Linked DNA regions of Rattus norvegicus: regions 1, 2, 3, 4 and 5 are each linked to region 6. Evidence: chromatin contacts called from public Hi-C data. All regions are on one chromosome and are shown on one strand. Each heading gives the region's core, a stretch centred on a gene start, on an enhancer-like site or on the middle of the called end of the contact. The rest is flanking DNA. Distances are from core to core; before and after follow the strand shown.

Region 1 (3,611 bases), core at 927-3,426, 690 kb before region 6:
CAAACAATTTCTAAATGGACAAATGCCCACTTTCTGCTTTTACAAATAAAGCTTTATTGGAACACAGCCACAACCATTCAATTACTTATTATATGTGGCTACTTTCTCATTCCGATGTCAGAACTAAGTAGAGAAAACACCTCCCCTCCCTAAAAGCCTATTTACAGTGACTGTTAGGACTTACAGAGAACTTCCTGACCTTGATCTTGTCCACCAACTCGCTCTACACATAAGAAAAATTAGATTCAGTAAGAGTATACTTTTTATCAAAAAGTTCAACGTTTTTCCAACGCGAGATAACTTACGTTGCATCAGGCATTATGCACACTCACACTGAATAAACACTAGTTCTGCCTAGTATTTGTCAGGGGATCTTATGTTCCTCTCAGGTGAAATTATGTTGAGATAACTGTTTTAAGACATTGCTTGAAGTTTTCCTTTTCCAAAGAGGTGAAGCAAGTAAACAAGCAATCACAATGTAACATGGTAGGTCCCATTATTTCTATAGGCCTCCTAGTTTAACAGAACGCAGGTTTCTGATCTTAACCGTTCCATAAACAGACGCCCATCGTGTACACCACGGGGCTAACATCAAGGCATCTCTAGAGCTGCTTTAGTTTTCGAAATGTCTGCAGAGAGCCTACTGCCTCTCTTTACCCGACTCAGGGGAGTGGCCCTCATTTGTTGGCATGTGGCTCCTTTCCTTCATCTTCAAAGCCAGTAAATCCTCCTTGTATGTTTTCTCATCATGGATTGATTACTCCAAACACCCCAGCGTTGTCCCTCACTGGCTTCTAAGGAAAATTAGCGTGAATCCTGGCCTCACCCATAGGCTGCTTAGCAACCTGAACTGTTTAAAGTAGGAAGACCCTGCACCATGTATCCACAGGATGCAGCCATCAGGCCTGGCGTCCTCCAGCTGCATGTTCTGCATGCCGCCGTGAGCCATGGAGGAGGAGGCTGCAGGAAGGACTGGAAAGCCAGGAAGGAACCAGATCCTCAGTGCACCAGAAGCGTCTTCCAGCCATGTCAGGGAGTATCTGAAGTTAAAGACCTTCCTAACACTTCCTTCATATTTCAGGATATCTTTCCAAGTTTAGATATTACTTAAACATTCTATTTTGTCCTCTATTCTCCTTGCGATCCATAATCATGCTACCAAATTTAGGGAGAAATCCATGTTAGGTGGTGAGCTGAGGAATGCATTTCAGGAAGCAAAATTAGATTTTCAGCTAAGCCAGTTCTTGACTCTACCTGTGGGTGGCTTTTCTTTACACATCCATTTAAAAAGAAAAGGCCTCCAAAGAATCCTGATGCCACCTAGGATAGGACGGTCCACACCAGAATCAGGACTGGAGAGTGACTCTGTGATTTTTAAGGAGACGATAACAAATGCAACAAGAGATACAACTATACCCAGAAGGTACATGGGATGTCAAAAACAAAAACAAAAACAATAAAAAATACCCCACTTTATAACTGTATGTACCCTTTCAGACGTGTTAGAGTTGATACTAGGAAATAGAGAACACAGCTGGAAATATTAAGTTTGTTGGGAAAACCTATAAAGAGTTTCAGGGAAACATTGGCAATAGGAGATCAATACAGTGTATCTGCGTTTACTAAGGGCCCGAGGTTTGACAGTGAAAGAGAACTAGAAAGTAGCTGGCTTGAGAAAGTGAAAATTACCAATAACCAGCTGCACATGTTCAAGGTGGGATGAGGAGGAGGACTACTGTAATGCTTATTACAGCCCTGTAAGGGCAAGGAACCTGTTTAATAGCTCTTAAAGACCCTTTCGACACCACTGGTTTATGACTATGACTCAAAATGTGGGGGCCAATTAACAGCAAAGTCACAGACTGTTTTCAACCTGAGTAGTCAGAAAATAGCCCGACATTACAGCAGGGCAGTTAGCCTAACTGCAAGAGGCACTCACTGAGCATTACACCATAAAACATAATTCTCTAGGCAAGATGAGACAAACAGCAACCAGGAACTCGTGCTGCTAATGACTGACACCCCCTCCCCCCACATACCCAAACCTCATGGCCACATGGAAAATTAAGCATTCGGTAGCTGTTTTCAAAGTGAACTCCCAGGGCACAGAACGCACCACACGCCACTCAGTTGTCACAGGCCGTAAAAAGGACTCTGGACCTTTGGAAATTCCTCTAGGAATCCCTGAACTTCCTGTATGGAAACAGTTTTGCCTTTGAGTTTGGTGGCTGCCTAAAGGTTTGGTGGGTAGAAAGGCATGAAGACAATCGAGAACTGTCTGCCCTGGCCAATGGCAAAAGAGATGGAGGTGGTGCAAGAAAACACCTGAAATGGAGGTGTGCACATTTCCATCCTTTACAATAAAAACCAGGAAAATACCAAATTACTAAGGTGGAAAATTCCCACCGTGAACAACGAGACTGAGCCAGAAGTGACAAACAAATTACGCAGTCAGGGGACGCACATATCCCCCTCCTACGAAAACACACACATTCCCACGCAGAACTCTTTCCCTCTGAATAGAGCTAAAGGTGCAGGAAGTAGTTTGATAGAGACATTATATTACCTAGACAAACCTGAATCGGATTACCTGTTTGTTTATTAGATTATGGCTTTAGGATCATTGTTCCATGCTAAGAACTCTTGACAGGAGCCGACACACACATTCCTTGGAAGGAAGGCTTTTGTGGTTGTATTTTATGGTGCTTAGACTCTTGTGAAAGCAGTCACACCAGAGGATTAAATCCAGTCTCTGGGGCCACCTCATTGGGAGGCTCCAGTTTATTTCACACAGCCTCAAATAGGACATATGAGCTTTTTGCACCCAACTTATTCCCTGTGGAATTTCTCATAGTAAACCTCACCCGCTGATCTGAGTCATGACCCAAACACCAGATCCTGAGTGCTAATGAACAGAAGCAATGGGAGGTGTTCTGGAAGTGAAATTCAACTAGATTTTACGTCTGTCTGTCCACGCAAAGGGGAAACACTGTCCTGGCATTTCTGTCAGAACTTCAGGCAAAAATATTCTTACAAAAATAAATACCAGAGAGTACCAACCTCTGCTTCTGATTCAATGTAGTAACAAACAAACAAACAAAATGATGTCATTCATTTATAGTCCACTTAATTCTTGGTCTCTTCATTTTAATAGAAAGGCTTTTGGTTTTAAGCCTCAGGTTGGATGAGAATGAGGCTACAGTGTGGAATTCTCCTTATGTCAAGGGTCTTAACATTATAGGATTCACAACAACTTCTTATCCCAAGCCAGCAGGGGTATAAACATGAGAAGAACACAGTTCCAGAAACAGAAATCCTAACAAAGCTTGCAAACACCTGTGGCCTTTGTTTCTCTGACATCTTCGGTATTGAACTGTATGGTACTCTTAATCCTCTCAGTTATAAAACAGGTCTAAGTGTTGATCTTTCTGTGTCAGGGAGGCATTTATCCTGCCGAGATCAGTGGAACCAAAGAATCTCAGTGTTTTATTGATAACCAATAAAGGCCAATATTATTTGAACTAAGCTTAGGGAAAGCAGTAAGACACACCTGAATGCTACGTCCTCCTATTTCCTAAACTATGCTCTATGGAATCCTTTCCACCAATGCT
Region 2 (3,481 bases), core at 767-3,266, 930 kb before region 6:
CAGTGGAGTAGGTAGATGAACACCAGGCATGGCTGACATAAGATGATCACGTCAGAACTCAGAGACCCGTGGGGATGGAGTCTCAGCACCTCCATCCTTTCTCCTCTCCCTGAAATCCTCCTTGCTGAACTGCCATCTGCATCTGATTCCGTCTCCGGCACTTGCTTAGCAACACTGAGCTCTCCAAGTGCTGAAGTGACGTCTAGGGAACAGTTATTAATATCTGTATGTATGCACACAGTATGTGAAAATATGCAGGATTCAAAGCGATTAGTGTATTACTTGGAGGTAATACTTCCCACCGGGACTGGGCTCCTGGAATAAAGCTCCCCCTGCTGTGACTGCCTGCCATCTCCACTATCAGTCACCGGAACGGCTGGGATAAAAATGGTGTCAATTTTAAGGAAACACACTTCTCGATTTCTTTGTTAACATTTGAATAAAACATGAGAAGGTTTCTACTTCCCTCTTCCCCTCTTTCATTCAGAGAAAAAGTCCCTTCACAACCTTATGTCGTGTGTGAAAGGAAATGGTTGTCCCTTGCTACCTTCAGAGTGGCAGAATTGCTAGGTTTTAAGTATTAAAGCTTAAAGTCTATTCTAGTGAACTCCGGTGCTACTCACACCTTCTGAGCTGCAGACAAACGCTTTGTATAAGAAAACAGGAAGAACCTGTAGAGTTGATCAGCCTGAAGAGTATCAGAGACACCTGCAGAAGAAAGCCTAGAATTCTGTAGGAGGGACATGGCTGGGCCGGAGGGAACACTTTCTGGGTCTCGTGAGATCCTGGGAAAAGGAAAATTTCCTAGGAGTCACAAATGGAGACTGGTCACTTCCTCTCTGCACTGCTTTCTGCTGCTGTGGTTAACAATGTGGCCGAGAGGCATTTCGGGAGGAGAGGGCTCATCTCACCTTAGAGTTTACAGAGGATCATCAAAGGAAGCCGAGGCAAAGACTCAATACAGGAGCTTAAAGCAGAAGCTGGCTTCCGGCTCCTCGGGAACCTTCCTGGAATACCTTCTGTCATCGCGACACAAACTTAGTTTAGACGTGCACTTCTGAGAAGAGGAATCTCAGTTGAAGGACTGTCTCCATTAGATTTGCCTGTGGGCATACCTATGGGGCATTTTCTGGATTAATGATTGATGCTAGAGAAGCCAGCACATCGTGGGCGGTGTCATCCTTGGGCAGGTGGGCCTAGGCTGTGTAAGAAAAGTAACTGTGCCAGCCAGTGAGCAGCATTCCTCCATGTTTCTGCTTCAAGCTCTTGTCCTGACCAGTAAGCAGCACTTGCCTATGGTTTTGCTTTAAGCTCCTGCCTGGCCTTTGTGTGTTGTGATTAAAAGTATGCACTACTATGTCTTGCCAGGTACTTTTCTACGTTTCTTATGCAGCCCAGGAGCACTTGTCCTCCAGATGGTACGTCCTGCAGTGAGCAAGGCCCTCCATCTCACCCTCCCCCAAGTGAATCAGGAGGTTTTCCTAAAGACTCCTTCAGACTTCAGGTTTTCATTCCAAGATACATTTCATAAGATAAGGACATAAACTGAATCAAGGCTGACCCAAGGTGTGGAGAAAATCACTTAGTGGACATTTCTGCACAGCCTTTCAAAACATTATGAAAACTATGAAATAAATTTAAACAAACAAACAAACAAACAAACAAACAAAAAACCAAACCAAGAAACCCTGGAAATGGCCATAGTCTATTGATGCCAGTGGAGCACTTCTGAGCAATCTCTCTTGTACTAACGTCATTCCCATATTTAGGCGATCATATTCAGTAAACACAGCTAATTTTATAAGATGACTAATACCCATGTGCCTAATAACTAGAGAGACAAGTCAAAGGTCCTCCCTTATTGAGTTTATATGAAGCTCAGAAACCATGTGAACCCATAAAACTAAACAGGAACTAGTAACATTTTCTTGTATCGCTATGTGCTATTTGAAGTCCATCTGAGGCAAGAGATACACAGAGGGAGTGCAAAGTTGAAGGTCTTTAGTGACTAGTTGGACCATCAACACAGCTTGGCACCACCAGCGTTCTACTGAGTTCAAAGTGGAGAGAGTTACAACAAATACAGCTTGCTTTATTTCTGAAACAAACTGTGCACATATTTGCGGCCACCCCACTAATTAACCTGGAGATTGCTCCTTTCATCCTCTCCGTGTTTTTCTCCCCCTAGTTACCGCATGTTGGGGTTATTTTTTGCCATCTGGGATATATTCAGACTGTTCTCTTATAGGCACTAGAGAGAGGATGGTACGGATGATTAAGAGACTGAGGAGTCTGACTTTGTGGAAAGATTAAAAGAGCTATATTTGTAACACACCGAGGCTGGAGGGTGACTAAGGGGTGCCATGCTGATGGGCTATAAATATTCGCAAGGTGTAAACATTAAAGAATAATTTAGCTTGCGGCAGGTGGTACAACTAGGAGGGATGGTGTCTCAGAGAAGAGAGGAGATGTTTATTAAAGAAGAACTGAGGAGTTTCAGAGGTTCCCCACGGGACATATTGGAGTGAAACATGAAGCATCTCCGGGAGCAAGGCGGTGGGAGTCGGAGACATAGGCTGGCAGAACCAGCCTTACAAAGGTGGCCATTTGGCCACCATGGGCCAGACTCTTGCTTTTGTAATTTAGTACATGATCAAGGAAGAGGAGAGGTTTTCCAGTGTTGATCTAACAATGAGTCCCAGGGACTGGGTGGTCCTACTATCCTTTAAGCAATAGGAGAGAAAGCATGAAGGACGATGATGAGCTCCTCCATCTGTCCTGTCTCTGTCATCACTATCCTTACGACGGCTTCTAAGAAACATCCCAACTCTAAAATACTGTAGAAGAGATCTGCTGTGTTAAAATGTTTGGACAATGTATTAGAGTTTCCCTTTAATTCATGCTTATTCAAAAGGTTCTAGATGATTTAGAGTAGGTACTGAAGTTATATTTGCATGAAATATTTATTGACCTACTTATGTGGTGGCCTAGCAGAGACAGCAGTAACCTCCATGCATGGCTTGGTAAAGGGCTTTCTTCCTTTTACATGTATATGGAATAGCCAGTTAGTTTTCAAAGCCTGCGTCCCCTACCCCCCAGCTAAGGAATCAGCATCCTGTGCCCCACCTCTAAGCCTACTTTTGGAGGGAATTTAATTCTTATCTGACTCTGGTCTTTTCATGTAGCTCCTGAATAATGTTCCACGTGTTCTATATTGCTTTCATCCCAGAAACTGCATTCAAAACATGACTTTTAACACAGGATGGATAATCAATCACAGGGTCATAGAGGACTGCTCATTCCATTTCCAGTAAAATTGACAACATTTTAATAGGACAGTTCTTGGGCAAGTGGCAACTAATCTTAAAACCATGCAGACAGAGGAGGTGACAGAATGTAAACATCCAAACAAACAAGAGTCAGAGTAGGCATCGCATCTCACCAAGAAGGTAAAAAAGGAATGGGACCTGGCCTTTGTCTT
Region 3 (3,648 bases), core at 299-2,798, 520 kb before region 6:
ATGGCTGGCAACGTCTCATCAACCACACCTCTACCACGGCCCTGCAAGAGCAACTTCTCTTCCTTATGACCATGATTACACATCACAATCTCTCTACACTTGAGCGTGCAATGTTACGTGCACACATGTGGCAGCTGTGGCTCTGGTTTCTTTAAAGGCTTCTCTAGAGGACGGACACGTGGGTCAGTAGTTAAAGGCACTGGCCGCTCTTCCAGGGAACCGGAGTTTGATTTCCAGCACCCACCTGGCAGCTCACGACCATCTATAACTACAATTTAGGAGACCTAAGCCCTCTTCTGGCTCCTGCAGGCACCAAGCACACAGTGGCACGCAGGCATACATGGGAGCAAACCACTCAGACACATACTTTTTTGTTGCTTTTAAAGAAAAATCACGTGCAAGATATGTCGTTAGTGAAAACTGTCGTCGAAAACTGTAAACTGTAAACACAGTCATACATGTGAACACAGGGACACACGCCCATTTGCACATGCTGGGGGAGAGAAAGGGAAGAAAGGAGGAATGGGGAGCTGAAAAACTTCTTCCCAAAACTGTAACAATGATCGTTAAAGCAGAATGCATTTGGGGTAAATTTTATTCTCTATTTTGTATTTTCCTGCCCTGCTTCAAAGTCACTGTAGTGCTTGGAAATCATTTAAGTGATGAAACTGTCTAAGAAGAGAAGAGAACAAAATAAAATGAAAAATAGAAAAAAACAAAACAAAACAAAATAATACAGAGGAAAAGCTCGAATTAGCCCTCTGAGTATGGTCAGACATCTATGTTCAAGTTTTCCTGTCCATCCCAGACACCTCTAGGCTACACGTGGCACACTGGAAGGCAGGATGCAGGTCTTCTTCTTCTTCTTCTTCTTCTTCTTCTTTTCTTCTTCTTCTTCTTCTTCTTCTTCTTCTTCTTCTTCTTCTTCTTCTTCTTCTTCTTCTTCTTCTTCTTCTTCTTCTTCTTCCTCTTCCTTCTTCCTTCTTCTTCTTCTTCTTCTTCTTCTTCTTCTTCTTCTTCTTCTTCTTCTTCTTCTTCTTCTTCTTCTTCTTCTTCTTCTTCTTCTTCTTCTTCTTCTTCTTCTTCTTCTTCTTCTTCTTCTTCTTCTTCTGCTGTGGTGCTGGGAATTAATCCCAAGGTCTAAAGAGGCTCTACCCCTGAGCCACAGGCACCACCAGGCAATGCTCTTTGAAGTCTCCCTCGCCATTGGTAGCCTGACTTAGATAAGATCCATTACTATAAATGGGGACAGCTGTAGTCTTCCAGAACCTTCCCTCAAAGGAACAAAAGCCCTGGGAATCTCTTAGGACTCCAACCAGAAAGAAGGGTAGAGCATGCCTTGCTGCTACACTGGCAGCCACACCCTGCCCTTCATAAGGTTAAGCACCACATGCTTACAGAAACCGGCATGTTAAACTCCGGTGCCTATGATGTCACTGCTCTGTGGCTTTCTTCACATCGCTGCTGCCGAAGCACAGCCCAGGCACAAAAAGGACGCCCAAACCCTTTGGATTTAATCATTACGCCACCATGGAGTCCACTTTGGCACCAGAGCAATGGTGACAGTGTGTGCTGCAGCTCAGTTTCAGTGCTGAGCATGAAAACAGCCGGCCTATAGGACACAGTGGCCTTCTCTACCAGTTCTGACTGACTCGCACTAGCGCACGATACTTCCACAATGTCACATAGATTAAACCAGGGCAGGCTTCACAGCCACAGCGGGAAGGGACACTGTGAGGTTTGGGGGTTGGTTTGTTTGTTTCTGTTTTGTTTTTTTATTTCTAGTCAGCCATTACTGGATTTTCTACATGATAACTCGCTGTTATCATACTTAAAGGAGAAGAAGGTGGTGGCCCCATGGGAAGATATGCCAACAGCCAGCACCTTGAAGAGACAGCATCTCTCTTCAAGCTGAGGCCAGCACCGCCTCAGAGGCACGAGTGCAGGGAACAGACTGTAACTAGGTCACTGGATTTTGCTTCCTCACAGTAGACCTTTTTGCACACGCTCGCCGGAGCTTCCAAGAGCTCAGGAGGCTAACTCTGTACAACTGCTGAGATGAACTAAAAGTAAAACAGTTACTCATGAAAAACATGCTGGAAGGACTCCCATGTGCGTGGCACGGCAGAAGGTGCCAGAAGTAAGCAGAGGCTACCCCACCCTCCAGAAGCGGACAGTGGCAGACGCTCGAGGTACAATGTGATGAGTCCTAAATGTTCCCACTCGGAGCAGCATGTGGCTCGAGCAAAGGGAAGATTATTTCTAGCAGGGGGAATGACAGGTGGCTTCAGGACAGTGAGTGTTCCACCACCAGGACGTACCGGAACAACGTCGGGATGGGACAGATCCAAGGCCAGGGTACAGCTCAGCTGGCTGGCACCCAGGGGCAGTAAAGAATGACCTTAATTCTGGAAAGAACACACAGTGCCAGGCGACGGACTTTGGGTATTTTCACAGCAGCAAGGCAGACTGTCACTGTATGCACAGAATGTGCCCCAGGGAGCAGGACGATTGAAGCAGATTTTTTTTTTTTTTTGTGTGTGCACTAGTAAATTCAAGTTGGTGCCGGGAGAAAAACGGAGACACTACAAACAAATATCCCTGTCACTGTAAACGGGCTATGATATGCTCTAGAGTACAACTGTGGGGAGTGACACTTTCTTGTGACTAGAAACTACATCCTCCCAGGGCTGCGAATCTGGTAGGGAGGTGAGTAGAGAAGAGGGGAAGATGACAAAGGCCACTGTTCTGTCTTCAAAGGCTCTCACTGATACAGTCCGGGTGGGTCCCTCCCGTTCTTTAGGGCCCACTAAATTCAACACCCACTCATGCCATTCCCGTAATGTCCTTTTCACAGCTTTGCACACCCACAAAAGCTCTCAGTAAATAACGTCGTAAGATTGAGTGGTTGCTGGTTTCAAAACAGAAAGTCCACCACACGGGAAAAAAAAAAGGAATGAAAACAAGAAACAGGTGGTCTCCTCCCTAGGCAGAAGAAAGCTAAGACCCAGGGCCCCCGATCAGCCCATTGCAGTCGGAATCTGTGAAGGGAAACCTAACCATGGTCATGTATACAAAGCTCCCTGGGTGGCTTTACCATGCAACCATGGGAGAGAATGCCAGCCAGGCAAAACCACTGACGGCTGAGCATGGGAATCACAGAACACTAGGAAAAGCCAACACTCCTGCAATGTCTGCTTCCCTGGCCTTCCCTCAAGAGTGAGCTTCTTGTAATGACAAGGTCAGAACTGGCTGGGCCTCTCAGCAGATGCATGAGAACACCACTCAAGGATCTCTTCTTGCAAACAGCGTCCAGGGCTAACCTTGTTACATTCTATTTCTGAAAAGGCAGAGGGAGAGCTGAGCGAGCTCAGTCTCTAGCCCTCGGTGTTGGAACACTGCAGTGGGCAATGAAGACATTGGTCTAGCAATGAGCTAAACAAGCAACAAATAATATACTCTACTACTCCAAGGGGACTTAAGCAGGTCCTCTCAACCTCTTCAAGCCTCAGTTTCCACCGAAGTTATGAAGTAGAAGTTACAGTGTACGTCTCCCATGTTGTTCTTCCAGTATGTCCAAGATTAGACATGATGTTAACATCACAGTGATTATCCAGCAAATAAATTAACATGAAAATATAGAATGTT
Region 4 (3,797 bases), core at 786-3,285, 790 kb before region 6:
TGTTCTGTGTGATCCCTAAGGGTTTCTAACGCTGGTAAAGCACAGCCGTCCGTCTGGGTTAATGAGACCTCTCCACGGTAGCACATCATACTTACCGCACGTGTACTGTTCCCTGCAGGGAGTCCTCTCCTCTACTGAACCACTATTCTATCTCATTACCATTGCTTCATGAATACTTTTTGGTTTAAATTTTGCTGTTGGCATTTAGCTATGAAAAAAGGCTCTTCCATAATATGTATAGAACCTTTCTCTCTTAAAAATATCAAATCAAAATGTCTCCAACTTAAAAACACTGTAGGCAATTTAAATTAAGACAGCTAATCTCCATGGCAATAATAAATAATACCGTGACAACGAGGGCCCCACTGCCTACTTGTATAAAAGTTGTCCCATTGAGGCTATAAAAACTTTCAACAGACCTGTATACAGATATACTTAAAAGAATATCAAATGCTGTCATATTTCCTCTTGCCCCAAATGGACCGTCTCCCAAACACTGATCGTTTATTGAAGATGCTGCCACAGATAGGCCTCACGTCCCCCACAATATGGACAAGGAGAATGTCCAACAGTGCCAGCAGTGCAAGCATCTAGATGAAGATTCAGATGCATACATACCAATGTAATATATACACTCAGAAAACATTTAATACAACGGTCTTGGCAATTCGTGTATGAAACATGGGCATTTGAGTTTTCTCTCCTTTTCTTTCCCCAAACTATCCATGTGGACATGCACTGAGAATTAGCAAGTTTCAATCCTTAAATGGTTTTGACACTTTTGACTTCAGAATTCAAAACCTAGATATGAAGCTTCAGGGTAAAAGTGGTATGGATAGTTAATGTTGCGTCTAAAAGGAGCCCTGGATTCCTAAAGCAGATCCACTCTGCTGAAGGACATTTCCATCTCTTCTCTTTAGTGGGGTGAGCACTGCTGGTAGAGTTGAGAGAAAATTCCCCCTCACCTATTCATAGTGAATGCACTCAGTCCTCAAGGGGATGGCAGGACCCTCAGAATGAGGGGTGCGGTTAAGAGCACTGACTGCTCTTCCAGAGGTCCTGAATTCAAATCCCAGCAACCACATGGTGGCTCACAACCATCCGTAATGAGATCTGATGTCCCCTTCTGGTGTGTCTGAAGACAGCTACAGTGTACTCATATACAAAATAAATAAATAAATCTTTAAAAAAATACGAAGAAAAATTTTAGTGCTCGAAGAAGGTATAAGGTATATTGCATTTCAGTTATATTAATAACTTATATCCAAGTTATATGCTTAAGAAACACCACAGGAACAAACTTTCTCACTGAGGGGGCAATTTACACAACAGGAGGAACATAGCCCATCTTGAGAAAAATAATACAAATTGTTCTATGACATTTCTATACAAGTATAAAATGTATCCCAATTATTCTCACTCCCACACCTTACTGACAGGCCCCACTCACCCCACAACCCTTCCCAGACTCATGTCTTTTGTTTGGTTTTGGGACCCTCGGAGTTTAACCAAGGGAGCAGTGTGAGTATCTTTACCATTTCTCATATTAGAAAGGATGTCTGCTCAAGAGAGCTGGAAGTAAGAAGTAAGGACTAAACACAGAATGAAAAACAAACAAGAGAACGGAATGCAGAAAGCAGCAGCTTAAATACAACATGAGCAATTAGCCAAACCAGTCCAGGAAAGGCACAGTTCCACCAGAAACTCCTTTAATCCTTTCAGGTCATGATCAGATTCAGGCAGGCAGGCAGGCATGCACGCGCACCTCCCCACCTCGACACACACACACACACACACACACACACACACACACACACACACACACACACACTCCAATCCAAAAATGGCATGCAGACTTTTTTCCTGATCTAAAACTGGAAAGAGGAGCCGGCTCTTTAAAGAAATCCCACCCCTTCAATTTCCTGTTATCAGAGGGCCTCTTCATCAGTTTCAAGGGGAGATTAATCACTTTTGCAACCCACTGAAAGAGTTTTCTGGAAAGCATAACAACCTGAAAGTGTAAATGACAGGATTATTCTTCCTGCAGCTCAGCTGCCTACAAATTCTCCCATCCATGACTCAGCATGAGGTAAAAGGAGCTAATGAAAAAGGGCACGCTTCCTTTTAAAAATCATCAACTGACTTTCAACATGTAGAACTGTTAAAAATATTCCCCCAAAGCTTGACAGTAAAGTACAGAAGGTTTCCATGAATGCTCACACTTGCACACCTAGAAATGTCTACAGTCCTACTAAGACAAGTGTGCTTGCTGCCCCTACCCAAGCTCTACTTCTGTAAACACCTGAAGCAGGGGGTTAGAATTCTCATTCCCCCTGTCAAGTTGACACAATTAGGAGGGTTGGGGGAAAGGATCAGGATTTGCTTTGCTGAGATCAAGATTTGAAGAGGAAAGACAAATCATGCCTTTTTGGGTTCCCCAAGAGAAGGGAACTGGCTTGGGGCTGTCCCTCCTTATAAAAGGCCACTTGATTTGATTGCACAAACAGCTCTCTAGGAGGAGGTAGCTTCTCAAGGGGCCATCACAGGAACAAGAGCTTTATATTTTCTGTTCTCTTCTGCAGAGTGAAAGCTGTGGTCAGCTTATGGGGACCCATGTGCAGTGAGTGAGGCAGTCAGTCACTTTCTGAAAAGGTCTCAGATATTCACTAATGCCTGGCATGGCCAGGGCACCCAGCCACACTAGTGAGTCTAACATGAGGCCAGGGTCAATAGGCCAAGGGTCCTTTGGAACTTACAATGGGTGCAGAGACAATGATCCTTAAAAGCCGGAGACGAAATTCCCACGAGACTGAACGTGTGTGCTTTGGGAGGGTAAGAGCAAAGATACAGAAGAATACAGGAAGTTCCTAACAAGGAACTAAGCAAGAGGAGTTTGCTGAACAGTTCTATGGGAACTGGCATCTATGGTGACAGTGATGAAAGGCTGAGGGCATGAGCAGGGTTCCTTGCACAGAGGCGAGCGTGTATGGCATCAGCCCAGTGTGTTTGTGGCAGGAGGGGAACAATCCACAGAGGCATTCTGCCTAAAAGGAGATGTGCTATGGCTATCCCTCTCTTAACCATAGGGTCACAAGTGAAAATCAAACTTGTTTCTATTGTCTTCAGAGTCGGCTTCTCTGATCATCGTGGTGCACTACTGTGCTAAGACAAAGTGCAAGAGGAGGCACATAGGAAACTGCAGGTGGAAAACATGGTACATGAACAGGATGGAGCTGGCTGTAACAACTGGTTACAAAGAATTCATTTAGAAAGATATAATCCAAGTGAAATGTTCCCCCAGAAAGTTCTTGTGCTGAAAGCTTAGCTTACCGGTTATGAGAGGTGATGAGTTCACAAAAATGCTATTGAAATGGAAGGATTGGTCTTTTGGTTCTTTGGATGTACAACTAAGAGGCAAGGCCTAGCAGGAAGAAGCAGGTTGTATGGGTGTTAGGGAGACTGGCCTGCCCTTCGCTCGGCACCCTTCCCTCTACTCAGCCTTCCTCTGAGAAGCTTTGCCCCCACCACGCCTTCCTATTGCCACGATGTTCTGACCGAGTGCAGGCCTACAGCATTGTGGGCAGGTAACCTGTCAAGTGGTGTGGCAAGATAAATCCTTTCTCCTTTGTTTCAGGTACCTTGTCATGGTGACAAAAAGCTAACAAATATACCCACGATCCATGTGACATTACAGTGATCTGAAATCTCCGGCCCACGGTGAAGACATGGAGAAGTAAGCAAGACATAAAACAGTGAGGAAAGGAGATTATGTCAGGGACGGTGGAGCCGAGGAAAAT
Region 5 (3,588 bases), core at 724-3,223, 550 kb before region 6:
CCTTGCAGACAGTTTGCTGGCTGACCTCTGTTCTAGTATGCCTTTGCCAAATAACACAGTGGAAGGTCCACAGTGGTCAGTTAAATGTGTAAAGAATTAAACGAGAACTAAATGTAGAAATAAAATCACATGAGTTCTATAGTAGAGTCTTTGTCATTTCCTTCTTCATTCTTAATTATGCCAAAATGAATTCCTACCCAGAATAGAGTGTTGTTAGCAAAGTTACAGTTTAGCATGATTAAAAAGAAGGGGGGAAGGGGGAGCAGCTTTCAAACCTATGGGAAAGTTAAGAACTAAACGAACGTGCTGGGATTCCAGGAGTCATTACTATTTCAGGCTCATCTGTGGATCTAACAACTGCCCTGGCAGAAGATATTACAATAGCTATTTTTCAGCTTTCTAGAGCATACTGAGTCTTGAGGAAATTTTCTACGAGCTGTCTTTATCATGTTCATATAAAAACCCTGTCGCCTCCCAAGAAAGGGGTTGAACCCTGTGCTATCTGCAGGCTCCTTTACAAGGCTGAACTGCTCTAAGGTTTGACGCAGAGAGCTGACAAGCATGCGCAGCTCAGGATTCTGAAGTCTTCTGTATTACTGACTGCTGAAATTAACACCCTGAGAGCCAAGCAAGTCTCTGGTCTACACAGAAGACATGTAACCTTGGACAAACCATAGAACTTCTCAGAGATTTCTTTATTACCCAAAACTGGGATTCTGGATGCAGTACGAGGCTGATGAGGAGACTAAATAGGAGATGAGCTTCCTCAGCCACAGTGGGGGACTGGCCTCCAGCATCCCCTCCCTCCAGCTTCCAGCATCCTTCCCTTCCATTTTGTCCACCTTTCATCCATCACCATGAATCTAACCTCCTGAAATGCCGTAATACGCACTTTGTAAGTCCATGCATTTGGAGACATGACCTTTGGGCATCTCTGCAAATTTCCCCAACTGGACCTAAACAACTTTTGTTTATTCCATGTCTTTGGAACTGCTTGCCAGCAAAAATGTCAACTGGAATGGTATTATGCAAAGTGCATTCTTTTACGAACACCCAAGAACCTTATAGAATGTGTGATCCAGTCAGTTCTGAACATCCCTTCAGATCTTTAACCAAAAGAAAATGGTCCACTTACTGTCGTTTTCACTCTCTGGTCCTCATGACCTTGGGCCTGGGATCCTTTGGGTGAAATGTAACATGTTTATAACCCTTTCAACATCACCCACTGCCCCAGAAATCAATGGCTGGCACCAGCCTGCACAGACATGGATAGGTGAATCAACAGAAACAATAAACAAGGCTGGAAATGGACAAATGAGTGAGATAGGCAGGGACAGTAAGTCAGGTGGTGGGAGAACAGACAAGTGTATGGACAAGCAGGCCAACGAAAAAGACAAGCTGCTACACAGACTTGCAGGGAGACAAGAGATGGGGTCGAGATCTCAGGATGCAATAGTAACCTTACAGCCAACCTCGCCCTTAAGTTTTTACATACAAAAAAGTCTTCAAAGGACTCTCTTCATCATGTGACATCCACTGAAAGTGATGGTAATTACAGTTCTATACATTTGCCCAGAGGTAAAAATCACAAGCTTTGGGCAAAGCAATGGACATCAACCCCCTCCTCACCTACCCTCCCCTCCAAGTGCCCCGAGAGAATAGGAAAGGCCTTCCAGAGGTCTAAGGGAGCTTATCTAATCTGACACATGCACAAGGTGACTAAAGAATTCGTCACTGCTTCTCTAGGTAATGTTATCTTAATTAAAACAACATAGCACACCACAGCCTATCATGAATTTTCTCTACTTTATCAGTTCTACATGTATGAACTTTATGCTTCACTGAATTCTTTACCCAAAACACTGCTAAACTCCATCCTACTGTGCAAGGTGATGTAAAATACTTGAAAGTCCTCCCCAACAAGAATATGGTCCCTACCTGATCTTAGCGAACTTCCACTCTTGGCAATGAGCTGTTACGGATAATAGAAGCGGAACTCTGTTACATCACAATGCACGCCATACATAAAGCAACATCATAGCAATCAAAACACATTGCAAAGGACATCAAATGACATAGAAAATTAAAATATTAACATCATATACAGGAAGCAACAAAACCACACACACAAACACACACACACACACACACACACACACACACACACAGAGCTACATAACATGTAGCTTTTATCTTTTAAAACAAACACATGTGGATGACACCTCAGTATCTCAGTGTACTAGTGTGTCAATTTTCCGAAAGGAGCCTAGGCAACACCATTGCAAAAATGGGTTCGTCTCACTTGGTGGAAAATAAAAGTTCTTGTTTAAAACAACCAAGAGGAAGACAGGCTTGCAGAGATTGCCCATGTGGACTGAGTCACCCGACCCACCCAGCTCAGAGAGGAGAGGCCACTGATTGCCACCGATGGTGGAGGAGTGTCCACGAGCACAATGTGACAGAGACAGGCCTGACTGTTTCCTGGTTCCCTAGTGCAGCACAAGGTCCCTTTACTTTGCTCAGAAATGGAGTTTGGTTTTTGTTTGGTTCTTTGTTTTGTTTTGTTTTGTTTTGTTTTGTTTTGTTTTGTTTTCTAAAAGGACATGAAAACTGTTTCGTTTCCTTTTCACCTCAAAGTTCTAACATCCTGCTTTACCTCAGAAACCTGCACATTATCACCATCCTGGGCCCCTCACACATCATCCCTCCTGAAGCCATTCAGGAGTTCTGACTCTTGCTCTGGTCAAGAACTCAGGAGATTCCTATGACCCCTGGGAGGATGTGTGGCACAGGCACAGAGTCTATGATCTAGTAAAGACGTCAGTGACAGAGACTCCATAGCCCTTAAAGACTAATGTACCACCCAGGACGAGCCAGCCAGCTCCTCAGCACAGTCAGAGGACTGCAGTCTGGCTGCTCGCTCAGTGTGAGCCACCAAGCCCGTCTGTGACGCCTCCCTGCCCCTTTCCCAGACAAGCAGATTCTGCCGTTAGAATTTACTCAAACTGTGCTCCCCACTAAGATAGAAAGAGAAATTCTACAGTTTCCAAATAAGAAAGATGGGACTACAAATGACAATGATTCCTCCACATGGTGTGCACGAAGAGACAGGAGAGGGCCCTGTGCTAGGGGAGAGGCCATGGTTTCCTCAACGAGTAAACTCACTCTCCGTCCGGTCTGCAGTTTTTCACAAAGAATTAACTGACTCTGACAAAAGTCTGAGGTGCCCCTGCAGATGGAAGGTCTAGTTCATTGTACAGAGAAGAACATGTACAGAAAACAGTTCAGTTTGCGGAGGGCACGCTTGATCATAATGGAAAGACTGAAGCCCATGGAAAAGAGCCTCAGGGCCACTCTCAAGGCCAAGTTTCCTTAAGCCTTCATTCTCCAGCCGAGGTATAGAAGCTAAGGTACACAAATGAAGGATAACAAGGTGTTCTGGGCCGAATAAACAGTGGCCGTGGGGATCAGGCCAGGGTAGAACAGGGGGCGGTTAGATGCAGAGACTCCAGCTGGGGCCACACCCACCTCATGACCTTTGCGGCCTTCTCCTTCCCAAGCTCTGTGTGTCTTTCTCCTTCAGACACG
Region 6 (3,424 bases), core at 103-2,602:
CTGTGAACCTGGCAACCAAGCCTTTAAATTCCCTCAGGCTGATCCCTTCAACACATACTGAAAAGATTTTTTTTTCTTTCTCCGACGACCTTGAAACGAACCCATGGGGGGGTTTAAAAAAAAAAAGAAAAAAAATGTCCAAGACCTTAAGAAAATAACAAAATATAAACATGTATTTGGCTTCACAGAATGTTGTAGCAGACAAACGTCACGCGTTCCCACACACACATTTCTAGCATCAAGAAATTTCCTCAGAGTCGACAGTAACAGAGTAAACCCACCACTTGCTGTCCTGGAAAGAAACAAACCAAACCAAACCAAATCCCTTTACATCTCTTTCAAGTGCAGTAAAGCTTCCCTTTAGTAAAGTCCAAGACTTAAAGGAAACTGCACCAAGGGCGGCTGGGGGGTGGGGTGGGGGGGATATTGGAGGTTGGGGTTATAGGTGGCCAAAAACATAAGCTTCTGTCAATGGTATTAGGCTGAAATAATGCATCTTTTAAATGCCTGAGAGATTCAGAGACAGAGACAGAGAGAGACAGAGAGAGAGAGGAGACAGAGACAGACAGACAGACACACGCAGAGAGAGAGAGAGAGAGAGAGAGAGAGAGAGAGAGAGATACAAAGACAATAAAACCAACGTATGACAGTTCCTACGATTTACATAACACCACAAACTTGCAAAAGGCAAAAAACCAGACAGAAGCGGAAAAAAGAATAAACCCTAAATCATTAAAATACAACAAGGAGCATCCCCAAGCCACCATCCCAAAAGGAGCCCCCCCCCCCGCAACATACTTTGTCCCAAATAAAAAGAAAACAAATGAACCCACCGAAAACTGCTTGGCAAATATTTTTCTCGTGGTGCCTAATATTCTAGCTGGAAAGAGCTGTGGTATTTATTGTTTTCTCCCTCACTCGCCTCTCTAAACCTGCCTCTAACATACTGGTTCTAACAGCTCAAATCTCTGGCTCCCTTTTGTGTATTTAGCTCGAGGAGCCGAGTTTATGGGTAGGAGAGGAAGAATTAGCCCCAGACCCCGGGAAAGCGAAGCGCACTCCCCCTCTTATGTCACCGAATAGCAAATTAGTTCTCAGAATTCCAGAGGCCGAGCTTTGCTACAGCGAAGACGCCGACGTCACGGAGGAGGAGTCCACGTGACGGCGGCGGAGCGGGCCGTTCCATCGGTGGCCGGGGGCAGGGAGGGTCGCCTTGTAGTCGCGCGCGCCCCCCATGGGACCCCCGGTGTTCCGAGCGGCAGTGCTGCGGGAACCCCAATCCACATCGTAGGGCGCCGAGCGGCGCGGCCCCGAGGCATTCTACGGGCCGGGAGGGCGCCACGGCGCGCGGCGCTGCCACGGAGTCCTCCCCTGCTGTGGAGCAATGGTAAAGCCCGCAGCTCAAATTCCGAGAATTGAGCTCTGTTGATTCTTAGAACTGGGGTTCTTAGAAGTGGTGATGCAAGAAGTTTCTAGGAAAGGCCGGACACCAGGTGATTATTGCTGTTGCTGCCGCCGCCGCTGCCGCTGCCGCCGCCGCCGCTGTTGCCGCTGGTGCCGCTGCCGCCGCCGCTGCTCATGATCATTATTTTACCTTTTAATTCTTTTTTTTCCGCTTTTGCCAAATGCTTTGGCTCCAAGTTTCCTATGTGTATCTATTGATATAAATGTATCTATTTATTGATTCTAGCTGTCAGGTGTTAAAATAAATGCCGAAGACCAGCCCCACGTCTCTCCCACTGTAGGATCTAGCTTTACGCATACGTATTCTTCTTTTTTGCTGTCTTGGAGCGCCTCGGCCGCCTCGGAGAGGCTGTGCCGCCCTGCCCGGTGTTGTTTCGGTGTTTGGAGACGCAGGGGCGCGGGGCGGCGGGCGCTGGGCTGCGCGGCCTGGGAGCGCGGACCGCGGCGGCCCCGCCGGCTTCGCGCGGCTTGGCTTGCTTTCTCTGCTCGCTTGCAAACTGCCTTCCCCGCCGCTGCCTCCCTCCCCGCTCAGTTCTCCCGGTGCCCGCGTTGGCGGCCGTCCACCGGCCCCGGCCCCGCACAGTCCCTGCCTTGCACCCGAGCCGGGAGTCAGCAGGGGGAATGCAAGCCAACTCCTCGGCTGGTTGTTTTATTTTCCCTTTTCTTTTTGGTCATAAAGCCAGATGAAGTATCGTGTCTGTAGTTTCCTTTGAGAGCCGTGATCTTCCCAAGGAGAGACAGTGTTTTGGGGAGGCTTCGCTTGCACGGGGGGCGGGGACGTTGAATACTTTGAAAATTATTCTTTCTTGGTTGGAGTCGAGGCAGTCGGGAACCCGGGTGCGCTCGGTCTGCCCAGCCCGAGGAAGGAGGCTTGAAGGCGGGACAGGGATTTGGGGGGTGGGCGGGAGAGGGGTGCGCGGTTTTTTGCACCTGCGGCGCTTTCAGCGTGCGGGACCCGGAGGGTCTTGGCCAGCCAGCCCAGAGCTCCGGGGAGGTGGCGGGATTTCTGGCGGCCGCGGTGTTTGTATTTTGGGTGCTGCGTGACTGTATTGGCTCTCAGCGGTAGTTCCCTCCCTTTCCTAAATTTAATTTCATTTTTCCCCCTTGGTGCAAGCTGTGTAAAATAAATAAATAAAAAGCAGCTATGGCCCTGGGTATAGCGGACGCCACGCTTCAGACTCCCAAGGTCCTTATTTTTGGGCGAAGGAAGAAAAACAGAGCCCCAGCCTGCGTTCCTGATTTGCAAGATCAGGGAGGAAAGAAGGGGGCACTTTGTGATTCTGGCTGAGGGACTCTGGACGGGAGGAGCGGGTGCGAAAGGGAGATCTTTGTGAGTTATTTTGCAAAAACAGATTGCGAGGTTGGTTGGATTTGCAACCTGTGGCTCTCCTCGAGGGAGTAGGAATGGGGAAAAGCGGCGGCGGCGGCCCGGGGCGGGAGTGGGTTGGGAGTTGGGACCTAGGAAATCGGCTGCCTGGGGGGCAGCGGTAGCTAGAGGCCACCCCTGCCGGAAACGGTGAACGTTAAATGTCTTGAGAACTGAGGGTTGCGTTGCCTGTATAGTACCGTGTTATTGGAACCCTAGCGAGAAATTGAGCTAATGTTGCAAAAATGAGTTTTAAAAGTCCCCCATGAAAACAACAGCACCAAACAATATTTTTTAAGAGTGAAATAAATAACCTCTGTGTTGTGCTCCCTCCCACAGGGATTTAGTTTTTGTGCTAGGGGTAGTGAGAAATGACCTCAAACCGGGCGCTGGAACTCCAAAGCGATTCACAGGGTCCTTGACTGCAGTAGAGACAAGCATCGCACCCCACCCCCTAAGAAGTGATTTTTATCTCTGCCCGTTTTCTTTTTTTCAAACATTGTCTAGTTCTCGGAGGAAAATATTGCAGTGCCAGTGGATATTACTATCCGAGAGAGAGAGAGAGAGAGAGAGAGAGAGAGAGAGAGAGAGAGA

What was found. A called contact is a pair of places that touch in the nucleus more often than the background predicts.
Region 1: a Hi-C map of liver shows a contact between it and region 6, with 4 times the contacts expected there. The contact joins the enhancer-like site here to the promoter of Bcl6 in region 6. A contact is called at or near these places in 3 of 12 Hi-C or Micro-C datasets (the A7r5 cell line, liver and mammary epithelial cells).
Region 2: a Hi-C map of liver shows a contact between it and region 6, with 4 times the contacts expected there. The contact joins the enhancer-like site here to the promoter of Bcl6 in region 6. A contact is called at or near these places in 5 of 12 Hi-C or Micro-C datasets (frontal cortex, hepatocytes, kidney and 2 more) and 1 of 1 datasets of contacts at active chromatin or transcription factors (oligodendrocytes).
Region 3: a Hi-C map of liver shows a contact between it and region 6, with 6 times the contacts expected there. The contact joins the enhancer-like site here to the promoter of Bcl6 in region 6. A contact is called at or near these places in 9 of 12 Hi-C or Micro-C datasets (the A7r5 cell line, the Rat2 cell line, Schwann cells and 5 more) and 1 of 1 datasets of contacts at active chromatin or transcription factors (oligodendrocytes).
Region 4: a contact with region 6 is called in a Hi-C map of the A7r5 cell line, with 5 times the contacts expected there. The contact joins the enhancer-like site here to the promoter of Bcl6 in region 6. A contact is called at or near these places in 4 of 12 Hi-C or Micro-C datasets (the A7r5 cell line, Schwann cells, frontal cortex and 1 more) and 1 of 1 datasets of contacts at active chromatin or transcription factors (oligodendrocytes).
Region 5: a Hi-C map of liver shows a contact between it and region 6, with 4 times the contacts expected there. The contact joins the promoter of Lpp here to the promoter of Bcl6 in region 6. A contact is called at or near these places in 3 of 12 Hi-C or Micro-C datasets (hepatocytes and liver).

What each region holds. Positions count from the first base shown.
Region 1 is chr11:89,671,330-89,674,940 of GRCr8, forward strand. All of the region lies in intron 3 of Lpp (LIM domain containing preferred translocation partner in lipoma), which reads right to left. Among named protein-coding and RNA genes, the nearest start is that of Lpp, 130 kb to the right of the region's middle. Within about 2 kb of position 2,177, at least 2 of the 93 cell types and tissues checked have an H3K27ac peak or open chromatin away from gene starts, as enhancers often do. A contact at or near this core is called in liver, where this site is marked.
Region 2 is chr11:89,424,000-89,427,480 of GRCr8, forward strand. All of the region lies in intron 8 of Lpp (LIM domain containing preferred translocation partner in lipoma), which reads right to left. Among named protein-coding and RNA genes, the nearest start is that of Mir28, 55 kb to the right of the region's middle. Within about 2 kb of position 2,017, at least 2 of the 93 cell types and tissues checked have an H3K27ac peak or open chromatin away from gene starts, as enhancers often do. A contact at or near this core is called in liver, where this site is marked.
Region 3 is chr11:89,837,928-89,841,575 of GRCr8, forward strand. It overlaps a transcript of Lpp not described here. Among named protein-coding and RNA genes, the nearest start is that of Lpp, 34 kb to the left of the region's middle. Within about 2 kb of position 1,549, at least 29 of the 93 cell types and tissues checked have an H3K27ac peak or open chromatin away from gene starts, as enhancers often do. A contact at or near this core is called in kidney and liver, where this site is marked.
Region 4 is chr11:89,571,141-89,574,937 of GRCr8, forward strand. The region is part of intron 5 of Lpp (LIM domain containing preferred translocation partner in lipoma); the gene reads right to left. Among named protein-coding and RNA genes, the nearest start is that of Mir28, 93 kb to the left of the region's middle. Within about 2 kb of position 2,036, at least 8 of the 93 cell types and tissues checked have an H3K27ac peak or open chromatin away from gene starts, as enhancers often do. A contact at or near this core is called in the A7r5 cell line, where this site is marked.
Region 5 is chr11:89,803,291-89,806,878 of GRCr8, forward strand. Lpp (LIM domain containing preferred translocation partner in lipoma) reads right to left here and starts at 1,974. Exons shown (of 12, transcript NM_001013864.1): 1 at 1,939-1,974.
Region 6 is chr11:90,357,401-90,360,824 of GRCr8, forward strand. Bcl6 (BCL6, transcription repressor) reads left to right here and starts at 1,353. Exons shown (of 10, transcript NM_001107084.1): 1 at 1,353-1,493. LOC120095689 (a long non-coding RNA gene) reads right to left here and starts at 1,252. Exons shown (of 3, transcript XR_005491443.1): 1 at 834-1,252.